Regions from separate parts of the Arachis hypogaea genome. Here region 2 is linked to region 1. The links are chromatin contacts, called in public Hi-C maps. All regions are on one chromosome and are shown on one strand. Each heading gives the region's core, a stretch centred on a gene start, on an enhancer-like site or on the middle of the called end of the contact. The rest is flanking DNA. Distances are from core to core; before and after follow the strand shown. Region 1 holds the start of LOC112790927 (remorin). Region 2 holds the start of LOC112790923 (protein BCCIP homolog).

The links. A called contact is a pair of places that touch in the nucleus more often than the background predicts.
Region 2: a contact with region 1 is called in a Hi-C map of leaf, with 4 times the contacts expected there. The contact joins the promoter of LOC112790923 here to the promoter of LOC112790927 in region 1. A contact is called at or near these places in 2 of 8 Hi-C or Micro-C datasets (both in leaf).

The regions. Positions count from the first base shown.
Region 1 is chr3:112,551,484-112,555,933 of arahy.Tifrunner.gnm2.J5K5, reverse strand. LOC112790927 (remorin) reads right to left here and starts at 1,578. Exons shown (of 4, transcript XM_025833555.2): 1 at 1,345-1,578; 2 at 1,107-1,236; 3 at 916-997; 4 at 445-808. The coding sequence starts at 1,447. The coding sequence ends at 608.
Region 2 is chr3:112,316,864-112,321,158 of arahy.Tifrunner.gnm2.J5K5, reverse strand. LOC112790923 (protein BCCIP homolog) reads left to right here and starts at 2,362. Exons shown (of 10, transcript XM_025833548.2): 1 at 2,362-2,976; 2 at 3,894-3,991; 3 at 4,295. It overlaps LOC112790922 (probable LRR receptor-like serine/threonine-protein kinase At1g63430), which reads left to right. Exons shown (of 13, transcript XM_025833546.3): 8 at 214-465; 9 at 551-756; 10 at 850-985; 11 at 1,068-1,225; 12 at 1,352-1,567; 13 at 1,699-2,257. The coding sequence ends at 1,944.

The DNA.
Region 1 (4,450 bases), core at 329-2,828:
CTGTAAAAAATTATTTAAAACTTTCTTTAGATGAATCTTCAGTTGGGATTATGAATTAGGAGGGTAGTAGGCATATTACGCGATGAAATAAAGGAAAAGATCAGCAACCATTGTAAATGGCAATGCCTTCCCTAACCGAAAATGAGAAGCACTAAAGCAACACTAAAATAAGAAGCAGGGTTTAAATGAATAATAAGAATAACTATAAGATAGTATCGGACACTAAAACTAAAATTTTAATTTTTTTTAGTTATTTTCAAAAAACACATATATAAAAGACTAAAATTTTAAAAATAAAGAATAAAATTTTAATAATAATTTTTTTAAAAAAAATATATACATTTAACTTTTTACATTTTAAATTTATCTATTAATTTTTATATTTATTTTAAATTAAATATAATACTAAAATATATCTGAATTCATCCTATTTTATACCAAATATAATATAAAAAATTAATTTATCTTTATCTTTATGTTTTGGGTTTTTGTTTTCAAGCCTAGTAACGATTATGTCAACAGCACATACCATTATACCGGAAAACAATCACAGAAGGCGATGACTGTGAGAGTCTGATCCTTTCTTTAAAAAACAAATTAAAAAAGCTTAAGCACTAAAGCATGAAAGGATTTTCTTTGGGGAATAGCCACGTGTGCGAAAATTCTCAGCAGTGTCCTCTATCTTGAGCAATCCTTTCCCTCTTTGAGCTTCAATTCCTGCTCTTTTTTCCTCTGCCATCCGATGAATTTCGGCAATTTTATTTTGCATCTTTTCGAAATACTCAGCCTTCTTTCTCTCCATTTTTTCCTGTTATAACAAATTAAAGCCATGCATTTAGATCACATTTTTATCAAACGAAGGGATGTAATTAACATGGAATAATTAATGGAGCAAATAAAGCAGGTATATATTACAGCATTTTTCTTAAGCTTTGCCTCAACCGACGCTTTCTTGCTATCCTCCCATAATCCAACAGCAAATTGCATCTTATAAGCCCTGTTAATATTAACCGAATTCATATACCAACATATACTACAGAATAATTTTACGTGATATTTTGACATATTCATAAGAGTCTTTCTCAGATGGAACTTTATGATTATACCTGTTGTCTATTTTAGTCTTCTCACTTTCTTCCCATGCTTTAATCAAAGCCCGTTTCTTCTCTGCTTCAAGTCTTGCAAGCGGACCATCTAAATCCCCTGTATCCTTTCTGGCAGAAGAAGTTGCCGCCTCTATACGAAAACGTTTGACACAGCAATTAAGGTAACATTATTATTTATTTATATGCAGAAAAGTGGCAATCACAAGCACCAACAATAATGCAAGAGGAGAGTGTGAACCTTGATATTTGAGGAGTTTATTGTTTTCGGTATAAGAGTAGTGAGGAACATCCTCGGAGTCCGATGAGTTTGAGTTATTGTCAGAGGTCTCTCCCATGAACATCCTAAGCTATATTAGCAGAGTCCGATGAAAACCACTATATGTGAAGCTTCACCTTTAATTCTTTTGGATTCTAACAATAACTCCTAACTCCCACTCTTCTTTAAGAGGCGCTTCCACTCCCAATAACATTTTCTCAAGTATATATATATAATATATGCCTCTTTGCTCAACGCAACAGCTCTTGAACCAAAGCGTAACCGAATAATGTTACGTTGCGATACCTTTTTATTATTTTTAATTTGTCCTTAATCAGTAATTAATTAGATGATGTTCTATCTTGCCTCTTTGAAAGAGCCCTCGATTCACTGATTGAATTGACAACAAGAGTCATGATTTAGCCTTTTGTTAATTCGTTATACCAACGTGGCCACATTGTAATTTGTTGTTTCCAAATGCAGATGATGCTTACAATTTAATCACACGAATGTCACAATGATGTTGAGTTTTGACGCATAATAAGTAGTCTGAGAGATTAAATTCATATTTCATACCATCTTTAATATGTAGTATCGCCATAGAGGTAGGAAAGTAGAAAATATTGTTGCTCATTTAATCCACCGTGAAGAGAATTTTTCTGGTGCTTAAGTTATAGCCTTCTCTTCCTATGCTAGTATGAGATAGTTGTAACAAAAATTAAACTGATGTAGAAGAACCAAAACCTTCTACACTTATAAAAGGTATGACAGTAACGTACAAAGATGATAAGTGGTTGGTTTGAAGACATGTCTGTCAACTGGTAACGTTGTAAAAGATGGACAAAAAGTGGCAATTTTGGTAGATGAATTTCAAAATTAAAAAATATGAACCCGATGACAACTAATAATTGAATTATTCACACTTATTGGATATAATTGTTACATAATCAAATGGGTTATAATAATAATTGGAACAAAAAAAAAGCTTGCAACGAGATCAGTGTGCAGAAAATGTTGGATGTGCTGTCCCCGTAACATTGTAGAAAATATCCTCTAATCGACCAATTTTCATTTTTCTGGGTTGCCACTGCATTTCTGTAGATGTATAAAAGGTTTAGGTTATGACCAAAATTAAATGATGGTAATGTTTTGAGCCCATTGGATTTAAGTCATTTAACAAATGAAAGCATTAAGTATTCCTTGCTTAAAATATTTTTATTAATTTGACGAGATTATATAAATGTAAGAACCTAGGTGCTGCAAATGGAATTTTCTCTTTAGCCAAAGCCTAAACCCTGTGTATTGCACGCATTTCCGCGTGAGAAGCAGGCTCTCGAAAGACAAGGGCTGACGAAATTGTTGTCAGTACAGAAATAAAACATGAAGCAGAAATAAAGAAAAGGTTTCTTTTTGCATTGGTCAACAAAAAAAATATCTCCCCCTTCCTAGGCAGGTAGGTACTATGTACCCGAGACTTGACTTGAGAGTAAGCAGTTTAAATAAAAACATGGTACCAAGGCCCATGGTATCTCCACCTCATTCTTTTCTTCTCATCACTTAACAACCAACCTCGTATTTAGCTCTTGCTCTTCTCTTCCACGGTTCCACCACCACCGCTACATTTTTACATTTACCATTCCAAATCCATCTTCTTCATTTCCACAACAAACAAAAACATTTAAAAGGAATGGATGTATTTATTTCAGAAGAGTACGTGGCAAAGCGAAGAATGGAGAAGAAGGCGGCGAAAGGAGTCTCCAATTCACATAATAGGAACATCAAGGAAGCTTCTTCCAACGATAACAACAACAACAACGTCAGCAACGCTTTCTTCCTCTCTAATTCTAATTCTATTGGCGCAGACAATCATCATCTTGTTTTCACTTGCTTCTCTGCTTAAACAACCTACATTCCCCTCATACTAACTATTTGCTGTATCATTTCAGAAAGCAATGATGAATGATGCTTAACCACATTACTTACTTCATCATGCTAATCCTACACCATTCCTATGCTCTTTATTTTTTATTTATTTATTTATTTTTCCCTTTTTGTAAGATCGCAGATTCCCAGTATTTGTTTAGAGAAACGAGAACTAGAAAATTAGGGCAAACAGAGCAAGGCTAACCCCCGTTTTGCACTCGCTTGTAAAACATTGTTCAGACAAAGTGGATATTTTTGGTCTTCAAGTGGATTTCTTGACCCAAAAACAGTGTATACTTTGGCCCAGTAATAGCCCACTATCAATGTTCGTTTTAAAAAAACTAGTTGTTTATTGCTACTCACTGGGCCCAAACTAATGAAATATTCACTCAACGATACCAGAAATTAAATTAAATAAATAGAAGGAAACTAGTAAGAAAATGAAAGGCTAGGAAGGCATTCATGAGTTAATATTAGTTTTTTTTATAACAAGAGTTACATAGTCATTTAATTAAATTCACTCTACGATCATTTTTTAGTTAATATATTCAAAAGTTATTTATTTTTAATAAAGGTAAAGTATATATTTTTTAATTTTTGTAATTTTTTAAAAAATATTTTTAACATTTAATTTTATTTTTGATATTTTTATTTGTGTCAAAATTATATTTTGACATTAATTTTATTTAAAATATTAAGGACAAAATTTAAAACATTAAGGAATAATTTTGACGAAAATAAAAAATATTATTGACAAATTGAATGAATTGAAAATATTAAAGACAAAATTAGATGAAATTAAATATTAGTTATTTTTAAAAAAAATTATAAATATTAAGAATGAAAAGTATAATTTACCTTTTTAATAATATAACCATACAAATTTTTGTCAATAATAATAATAATAATAAAATTGAAGATATGGTATTATATATATTTTGATGTGTGACTGGCATTGTGACTAGCTCAGTGGCTCCCAATGTATGGCTTGAATGTGAAGTCATATCATAATATGTAAGAATTGAACGATCCAAATGTTTTAGTGTTTTACAATGTTCCCGACCCCATCATCACCTTTGCAATTTCTCATAGTTGTCACTTAATTTTGTAGTGTGATATATAACTGATAAAGATGGAGCAACAAAGGCGTAGGGACGTAGGGTTT
Region 2 (4,295 bases), core at 1,113-3,612, 240 kb after region 1:
CATTGTAAAGGGTCTTTCAAAGTTTCACTGGCTTCTGGCTTCCCTTTATTTTCCTTTTCAAAATCCAACCTGTTTCCAAGAGTGGAATGAATGAATATAATAAGTAACATTTGAATGAACTTTGTAAATCCAACATACGTATTATCTATCTATTTACTAGATATATTCTTGGCCTTACTCATTGAATGTTTTTTATGAACTATCATTTCATAGCTGGTGCTTCACCTGCCCAGAGCCATCCAGTAATGAACCTAAAGCATCGAGCTGCTGAACATGTGTCGAAGCATCAAAGAGCATCAAAACCTTCCTGGCTTTTGGCTCTAGAGATAGCGACGGGAGTCATGGTTGGTTGTCTCTTTTTGATTGCTATTTTCACGGCGTATCAGAGGTTTAACAGCAAATCATCTATCATCATTCCTTGGAAAAAATCTTCAAGCGAGAAAGAGCATATGACAGTATATATAGGTTCAGTTTCTACACCCTCCGGTGTGTATTTCCTTCTAATATTTCTAGAATTGCTTTTAACATACTCAACAATATCAATATGCAGAATCTGATGTGTTGAAAGATGTGACGAAGTATAGCAGACAAGATCTTGAAGTGGCCTGCGAAGACTTCAGCAACATAATTGGTTCTTCACCAGATAGTGTGGTCTACAAGGGTACAATGAAAGGTGGACCCGAGATTGCTGTAATTTCCCTCTGCATTAAGGAAGAGCATTGGACGGGTTACCTTGAGCTCTATTTTCAGAGAGAGGTAATGGAACATTGCAGTTCCTAAAATGTGCAAGAACTGACAGACAAATAATCAAGACAAGTTCTTAATTTTTCTGTTATTGATTCCATTCAGGTGGCAGACTTGGCAAGGTTGAATCATGAGAATACAGGAAAACTGCTAGGTTATTGTAGAGAGAGCAATCCTTTTACCAGGATGCTGGTTTTTGATTATGCTTCAAATGGGACACTCTATGAGCACCTACATTGCTGTAAGTCAAGTTTCTTTCCTCCTTACATGATTTTTTTCTCTCCCATTCGTTTTGGTTTCTTAAAAAGGAATTTTGACTGCAGATGAAGAAGGGTGCCAATTGTCTTGGACACGGCGTATGAAAGTTATTATAGGCATTGCTCGTGGACTCAAGTATTTGCACACAGAAATTGAACCACCATTCACTATCTCAGAGTTGAATTCCAATGCTGTATATCTTACAGAAGACTTTTCACCAAAGGTATGCATGCATTGAAACTGGTTTAAATGTTCAGACCCACCAATTGAGACAGTGTAATTGAGTATCCTATATTTAACACACTACACTTGCCATGCCTTCTCATTTTATTGAAACCTTAAATCGCAGCTGGTCGATTTTGAAAGTTGGAAGACAATTCTTGAAAGATCAGAGAAGAATTCTGGTTCCATTGGCAGCCAGGGCTCCATGTGCCTTCTTTCAAATTCCGTGGAGGCACGTCGTCTTGACACCAAAGGAAACATATACGGCGTTGCAGTACTTCTACTGGAAATAATCAGCGGACGACCTCCGTATTGCAAGGACAAAGGGTACTTGGTGGACTGGGTAAGAAACTCTAATTTTATCTGCTTACTTAAAATTCAAGTAACCGCTCAATTCAACTTCTTGAATTTGTATCAACAGATTGTAAGGAAACTAAACTTTTCATTTTATTTGCTTTTAATTATCATTATCAGGCTAGGGAATATCTTGAGATACCGGAAATGATGTCAAGTGTGGTGGATCCAGAGTTAAAACATTACAGAGAAGACGACTTGAAAGTAATATGTGAGGTGGTATCTCAATGCATCAATGGTGACCCCAACGGCCGTCCGTCAATGCGGGAATTATGTAGCATTCTGGAGGGCAGAATTGACACTTCAATTAGCGTGGATCTCAAGGGATCATCTTTGGCTTGGGCTGAACTTGCCCTTTCATCTTAGATTCATTTGAGATTGTGTCAATGCTAATGACCAAGTATAACACAAAGATTGTCACATATACATTCAACCAGCATCTATAACTACTACTAACACTTGTTCTTTTTTCTGACTACTTAAATTGTCAATTTTTTCTTTTTCTTTCTTACATGTAAATGGTTGCTAAGAAAGGGAATGGGTGAGGATTAATGCATGACAAGGTGTCATCATTGTATAGCAGTGGTAGGTGAAATTCCAGAAATTGATTAATGTAAGAAGTTTGTCAGGCTACAATTGTATTTTTCGTATATTTGTATACATTGAGCATTTTGTTGTACGGTTTGGGATTCTTGTTGAGAGTTTTACCTTTTTTTTTGTGAGTAAATTTTTCTAATTATATTATTTAGTATAAGCCAATGCCTAAGGGCATTCAGAGGATTCATATTCTTCGGCTTTCTCCTTTAACGAGGACTTACTTAAGAAGTGGGTTAAAAATAGGGATGCACAATACAAAACATCAGCTCACTTACAAATATAAGACACTTCAAAACATAGATTTACATTCTTGATCACAATTTATATTTCTTTATTAAAAAAAAAAAAAGCTCTTACTAGCAGGTGTAGCCGTGTAGGCTTTTCATGACTGTTGTTGTTGCCGTTTGGGAATATAGAAGGAGAGGCCATTCGAGCCAGAGCACGAGCATTTTGCACTGGAGTAGCTATAACAAATTTAACCGTCAGACTGTTATGTACACAATATATTTAAGATTTCTAATTTAAATGGGATACTCTCAAAGCCCAAACAACAAACACTCCTAAACGGCTAATTGGCTAAACCCTAACACATCACTCCTCTGTCCTCTCCCACGCTGCTGCCGTCGTCTCTAACCCATCGCTGCTGCAATTATGTTGAACCTGTAGCTTTCTTCGATTCTTCCCTGTCTCCTCCTCAGTCGGTTAAGCCACATCAGCTTCGCCTCCGCCGACCTGGTGACCGCCGTCGGCCATCGCGCACAGCAGTAACTCTCTGCTTCGTTCAAACTTCTGAGTTCCAAGGTAACGAGATTTCCTTCTCTCTGCTACTCTCTGCTTCGTTCTGCCTTTATTCCTTTCCATGGTTTCCTTTCTTGTTCATTCCTTTCCAATTTCCATGTGAACGATATCTGTTCTCTCTGCAACTTTTCTCAGCTACAACTCATGTTTATGTTATGTGCTAAAATTTCACTAGCTACTTAGTACAAGTAATGATCCTGGCCTGTTATCAATTACATGTGCTGATCGTTGCCTCCACATTAACAATGTTTTAAAGCAATTATTATGTTTGCTAAAATGTGGAGTAATGGTATATACCCCATTTTATATGTATACCTTATGTGCACCATTTCTGCTATAGTATTAAAGTGATTGATCAGAAACTAGAAAAGATGAGGATGAAAATTTGGTATTTTTTAAGACTTGTTGCTTAATCTATGCATGCTAATCTATCATTTACTACATATAAACACAGATTTGAGGAAGTAGGGTTGGGGGGAGGGGGGAGGGGCGGATTTAGGAAATATTATTTTGCAATGATGATTGAATTGAAAGAACATGGGAAAAACAAATTGACTGAACAATTTTATTCTGAATTGCAGAGAGCATGAAACTCATTTCTTGTAGAAGAATCTAGTAATAAATGGCTAAAACTTTTCAATAAAAATGTGTATTTTGTTCCATGATCAGCTCAAGAACAAATAAGGAATCATAACCCTATCTCAAGCAGATAGTTTGGTATATATATGCAGATTTGATTATATAGACAATGTTTTTTTCCTTTTTTGTTTTATCAGAATTAACGTTCGTGTTCTTAAGTTTTTGGTATTCTTCTCTTATTGAGTTGGTGCCTTGGTGGTTTCTTTGTTAGGGATCTGGAATCATATATTAGCATGTGGATTGAGTTGGTGGCTTGATGGTTTCTTCTTTTTGTTTTTTAGTTGTATTCTTTTTCTCTGCAGCTGCAAGTAGGACAGTGGTTGAAGTTGAATAGACCAAGAACTGGGCATCCTCTACAAACTGCACTACTCTTGCAGAGGTCTAAACATTTTCCTATTTCTCTCTTAATGATCATTGAGGTTGAGATTGGTGCAAATTTAGCAGAGGCCTTACTGTCTAAAAGAAAGGCTTATATTTTTGTCAAATGCATGCTTTAAGGTTATTAGTGTTTCTGCTTATTGAAAAAAAAATTCACATAGCATAAGATATAAGCTTTTCTGCCACTACGTGTGTTTGGAACTTTGTCAAGTATATATTTTCAGGTTCTGCCTTTTCTGAATGATGATTGTCTTAAATATAATGTGTACATAATAGTCTGACTATGCGGTTAAATTTGTTATAGC